Linked DNA regions of Mus musculus: region 1 is linked to region 2. A link is a contact called in public HiChIP or PLAC-seq data. All regions are on one chromosome and are shown on one strand. The core of a region is the stretch at or near the end of the contact, and the rest is flanking DNA. Distances in the headings are between cores, read along the strand shown. Region 1 has its middle 25 kb from the start of Gm40607. Region 2 holds the start of Olig3 (oligodendrocyte transcription factor 3).

Region 1 (2,777 bases), core at 185-2,684, 88 kb before region 2:
ATTTATTCTCTGGTCCTTTGCAGAAAGTTTGCTGAACTTATGGAGGAGTCCTAGTTAAACCGTTATCAATAGCATGCTTGTATTAAGCCTGATCAGGAGAAGTGACGTTGTGAGTTCCATATAAAACAAGCACTAAGTGAGTTTGTAAAGGAGACTTTGCTCCAAAAGGAATTACCACCCCATCTACTAAGGCCACTTATTATAAACACAGCCCTGAGAAGATGGCTGGATAAAGAAAGACCTGTGCCTTGTACATTAGGCAAACCCGAGCATGCCATTCAGGGCCCACCCCAAGGACTTCTGGAAAATAGCTCTTCCAACAATAGCTTTGTGGTATTTGTGAGGGCAAGTTAGATAAGAGAGAGAGAGACAGAGAGAGAGAGAGAGAGAGAGAGAGAGAGAGAGAGAGAGAGAGAGAGAGAGAGCCTAAAATGTCGCTTCTGGTATTCAGAGGATTCAGTTGTCAAAACCAGCTTCATACCTGAGACCGAAATTACAAACAAAGCAGGCAAAAAAGGTTGAGCGCTGCTTCCAGCTTCTATTATATAAGAAAACACCAGAGGAGAGGAAAAGATAAAGTTACCACGAGCCAGTTCACAGTGTGGTGTGTACTCTCATGTCTGCCCTTGAGAAAAAAGGTCCGTGCTAGTTACTTGACAAATCCCACTAAAACTCTTAAGGGTTTATCATACCATAGGAAATTCAGATAGGCTCTCTTAGGAGATTTTAAAGTTTGATCAAAAAAAATTCATTGAAATTGTTTTAATTTTAAAATTAAAAGCAAATACTGAATGTAAGACTTCTAGTCTAAGTACCATAAGATCAATTTGGAGTGAACAACAGAATAATGATGGTGGACTTTCTGGTATCTTATCTTTTTTACTGTTTGAGGGGTCTTTGTGATAATGATTCATACAGGAAGATTCATATCTTACTCATGAGTCATTCATTCGTATGAATAACTCCCTGGCTCACACCTGCACCTACTGAAAAGGAAGGAGAAAGTCCCCTCCCCCATCCCTGTGCCTGTAAACAATCAGGAAGTGGGCTAGGACCTGAAATTCTGCTCAGGAGGACTCCAAACCCAGAGGGCATCTGCAGCGTTGCTAGAGTTGATTGTCGCTTTGGAGAAAGGTTGTGGTTAGTAATGATGGTGGTGGTGCTTGGTGAAGGGGAAGTAACTGGTCTTCCGGGAAGACTTAGCATATTTACAAACAGGGAGAGGGTGGGTGTTTTGTTTTGTTTTGTTTTGTTTTGTTTTGTTTTGTTTTGTTTTGTTTTTCTGATTCTTATAGGTATCATGATTCCTTCTTATTCTCCAAGAAGTGTATTTTATCTTGTCTTGCATCATCTGGTTAGCCACAGACGTCATGAGTTGTTTTCCTCTGGCCCAATCATGTGGCTCAGTATTAGAGGGCTTGCTTGCTAAAGCACCATTCCTAGTTAACGTGAACTGAATCTGTATCTGTTGCTTGTAGTCAATGAACCTGACTAAGAGAGAGCCTCTACACAGTGCCTGAGAACGGTCTCCTTTTAACTCTACCAGTTCTACTTGACTGCGTGAGATCGTAAACGGTATCTACCCAGTCCCAATCTCAGGCCTTCCTTACTTTGAATATTTCATAAATATGTTTTAGAACATTCATATATTAGCATATAGATAGAGAAGCACTCCCACTCTGCTAATGTGTAAAAATGAGCAATGCTTTATATAGAAAGTAATTCATAAGGCTAATATGAGTATTATCCTGCAGAAGATCTCCAAGCTCAAGTTCAAATTGTATGTTTTCATTATTATTTCACACTAATGATACTCTTTGTGGACTATGATGATCACTGTTTTGTTTTGTTTTGTTTTGTTTTGTTTTTTCCCCTCTTAGCGCTGATTCTCTCTAGTCACAACTTAACTTCTTGGTTTGTGCACCTATCTCCTTGGACAGTGACATGGGCATAATCCAAATGTACATGGGATACATGAGAGAACAAATGTAGCTCAGATGTGTGGAGTATAGCAGGAGCTTGTATAAAGACTATTAATTTTGCATGGAGTAGGTTGGGGCATTCAGAATCTATTATAGGAAACAAAAGGCTATAAAAGCCAGTTTCTGTTCAGAGACTATAGTGCTGATATCAATACCCAATATGGACTAAGACAACTAACACTGGGCATGGGGGAGCCATAAGACAGCACAAAATGACAGACATTGGCTGTTTAGGAAACCTAAAAGTAAACAGTAATGCAATCTGTCATGTGACATATCTCTGACAAAATGTCACTTTTGTGTAATTCTGTATAAACATGGCTTTGAGGTAAAAAGGTTGGGCCCTTCATATCTGTCAGCCTTTGTTGTCCCTACCTCATTGAGCCAATGTGCCAGTCACTGTGTGTAATCATGCTTACCTATATGAGCCAACTTGTGCTTGGTCTGCTGGCATCTGCCTGCTTAGTGCTGTGTGCTATGAATAATGTATGTCCTAACTGTCTACAATTCCTTAGATCCCCTTCAGCCTCCGTTCATCCCTCCCACAACCCTTCTTCATTGTTGGTTTTGAAGGTTGGACCTCACACTGCTCCATAGTTGAAGTACACATTGGAGTTGGGGTAGGGCAGGGTTCTAGTAGCATGAGATAGATTTGTTGAAGAAAAAAGAACTTGTAAAAGAACAAATTAAAACATGTGACATATAGATGCCAACAGGGTGGGGGAGCATGGGAATAAATATACACAATGATAAGAATCTGTATTTCATTATAAGACGTTTGAAAGGAGTTCCACA
Region 2 (2,740 bases), core at 211-2,710:
TTTCTAGGGATTTCTGTGTTCCTGCCTCTGGTGCTAAAGAGCAATTTTTGATTGACAAAAACATCGAAAAGGAATGGGGGCGGGAGCAGGGATGTCTGTGCCCAGTTATGAACTTGCATCTATGGAACACAGCAAACTCCAGGTCTGTTTATCCTCAGAGCCACGGCTTTGTAACAAGCCCGCAGACAGGTATCTCCAGGTCCTGTGCACACACATACACACACACATGCACACGCACACACACCACACACTTGATTTTACCCTGAACTCCCGCTCTGCTCAGCTGCCGCTCCAGGTGGTCTGGTGCTAAACTCTGGATGCTCTCAGCTTTCACCCTGAGGCCAAAGACTGCCTTCATCCCATCCCAACACACAGTGGAACTTGAGGCGAAGAAGGCAGTTAGCTACCCCATTTGGGAAGCTGGAACCCCAAAGATCTGTACCGAGCTCTTGAGATTCGTTTCAATCCCTAACTCTCCCATTTTTCTTCACCCTTTTCTCTCCCCAAATTTTCTTCCTAAATTGATTTTCATATAACATTGGGGGTTTTGTCTCTCCTCCCTCAGTTCTATAGCTAAGAAGTTAAAGAAATGTACAAAACCAAAATTATTTCAATTCGCTATTTTTAACGCAAAAGAAGACTTCTCCACAGTAGCATCAAAGGCAAAAACGCATTGCCAAATGGGCACATGTTTTTTTTTTTTTTTTAATTTACCGGAAAGGGCAAATAAACAAAATTAACTGAATTTAGAGAAAATGTACCAGTGAATAACAACTTCAGTCAGCAAAGTCTCCAAGTCTCCCTGGTTGAACCTGCCCCGTTTTGGCTCCGGTATCCGGCTTTCTATTGAGACCTTGTTTTGCCCACATTTCTGTAAACTAGATAGAGAACAACCCATATCTTCTAAGTCCAAAGTAACGTCGTAGGCTGATCTTCCAGGCAACTTCTGTTCCTTCCCTTCATTTTAAGTGTAAGATTTGGTTAAAAGAAATAGAATGAGGGGAGTGGCACAGAAGAAAGTTTTTAAAGAACAAAACAACAACAAAAACAAGAAGTCCAGTGCATCCGCGGTGAGTGTGTCAATCAAAGGGTTTTGTGCCTGGGGGCTCCTTGTGGTTCCAAGCAGAGGTGTCCCAGGGCGGCCCCACAATGAATATGAATAGGAATCCTTGCTAACTGGGACAGCAAAGCGCACCGCCCTGAATGATGATGGCACGTCATCTTAACCAGCCCAGGATAGATAGGAGGGCTCCTTTTGTCTCTTTTCTCCACTGCAGCGCTATAAAAGCCCCTCTTTTACTGCAAGAGGTTAGTTCAGGCACACACCAATGTGCAGTGCAGGAAACAGCTAAACCAGAGATAGCGAAGCAAGCCAGGAGAGAGAGAGAGGCGGGGCAAGGCAGGGCCTTGACTTTTCTTCTCTGGTTTTACAACTGGGGAAGTGGGTTCCTGGACCTTGCTTTTTTTTTTTTTTTTTTTTTAATTCAAGATTCTCTTTAATTTCCTGCCTAAAGGCTCCTCAACCATAAGGCCGCATCTCTTGTAATAAAATGAATTCTGATTCGAGCTCTGTCTCCAGCAGAGCGTCATCTCCGGACATGGATGAGATGTACCTAAGAGACCACCACCACCGCCACCACCACCACCATCAGGAGAGTCGTCTGAACTCGGTCTCCTCCACACAGGGCGATATGGTCCAGAAGATGCCAGGGGAAAGCCTCTCGAGGGCAGGCGCCAAGGCTGCAGGAGAAAGCAGCAAGTACAAAATCAAGAAGCAGCTGTCGGAGCAGGATCTTCAGCAGTTGCGGCTGAAGATCAACGGACGCGAACGCAAGAGGATGCACGACCTGAACCTCGCCATGGATGGTCTGCGCGAGGTCATGCCCTACGCTCACGGGCCCTCGGTGCGCAAGCTCTCCAAGATCGCCACTCTGCTTCTGGCCAGAAACTACATCCTCATGCTCACCAGCTCCCTGGAGGAGATGAAGAGGTTGGTTGGAGAGATCTACGGGGGACACCACTCGGCCTTCCACTGTGGGACTGTGGGGCATTCGGCCGGCCACCCGGCACACGCAGCCAACGCTGTGCACCCGGTGCACCCTATCCTGGGCGGCGCGCTCTCCTCTGGCAATGCCTCGTCCCCTCTGTCCGCGACCTCCCTGCCGACCATTGGCACCATCCGTCCTCCCCACTCACTGCTCAAGGCGCCCTCCACGCCGCCCGCGCTACAATTGGGCAGCGGCTTCCAGCACTGGGCGGGGCTGCCCTGTCCCTGCACCATCTGCCAGATGCCACCACCGCCGCACCTGTCCGCTCTCTCCACCGCCAACATGGCCCGGCTTTCGGCTGAATCCAAGGACTTGCTCAAGTGAGCCACGGGCTGGCCCGGCCGGGAGGAGGAAGGGAGAGCTGAGGCAGGGGTCGCAGTGCCGGGCCAGGAGGGAAAGGGAGACTGCTCGGCCTGCGGGAGGGTGGGCGCGCGGCCCCAGGCCTCGCCAGCGCCCTACAGATCCAGATTCCAGTTGACCCACCCCAGCGGGGCGTGCCAAAACCAAACTGGAATACCTAGGTGTTAGCGAAGGGGACTGGAACCCGAAGTCCTGTTTTGCATGCATGCTTCTTTCCCTCATGCCACGCCAGTATTTCTCACTGTGGTATGCTCTTGTCAAAACTGCATTTGTTGTTTAACGATGGGATCAGTGGAGTTTAAAACTTGCAAAGGAACTTTGGAGTTGGCTCT

What was found. HiChIP or PLAC-seq counts read pairs in DNA pulled down with a chosen protein or histone mark.
Region 1: a contact with region 2 is called in a BATF HiChIP or PLAC-seq map of CD8 T cells, with 7 read pairs. The contact joins the enhancer-like site here to the promoter of Olig3 in region 2. A contact is called at or near these places in 1 of 39 promoter capture datasets (the 3T3-L1 cell line), 1 of 484 Hi-C or Micro-C datasets (embryonic fibroblasts), 2 of 115 datasets of contacts at active chromatin or transcription factors (CD8 T cells and embryonic hindbrain) and 4 of 9 other capture datasets (adipose tissue, embryonic stem cells, liver and 1 more).

Annotation. Positions count from the first base shown.
Region 1 is chr10:19,267,202-19,269,978 of GRCm38.p6, forward strand. No RefSeq gene overlaps it. Among named protein-coding and RNA genes, the nearest start is that of Gm40607, 25 kb to the left of the region's middle. Within about 2 kb of position 1,435, at least 23 of the 459 cell types and tissues checked have an H3K27ac peak or open chromatin away from gene starts, as enhancers often do. A contact at or near this core is called in CD8 T cells, where this site is marked.
Region 2 is chr10:19,355,079-19,357,818 of GRCm38.p6, forward strand. It overlaps Olig3 (oligodendrocyte transcription factor 3), which reads left to right and starts at 1,461. Exons shown (of 1, transcript NM_053008.3): 1 at 1,461-2,740. The coding sequence starts at 1,551. The coding sequence ends at 2,372.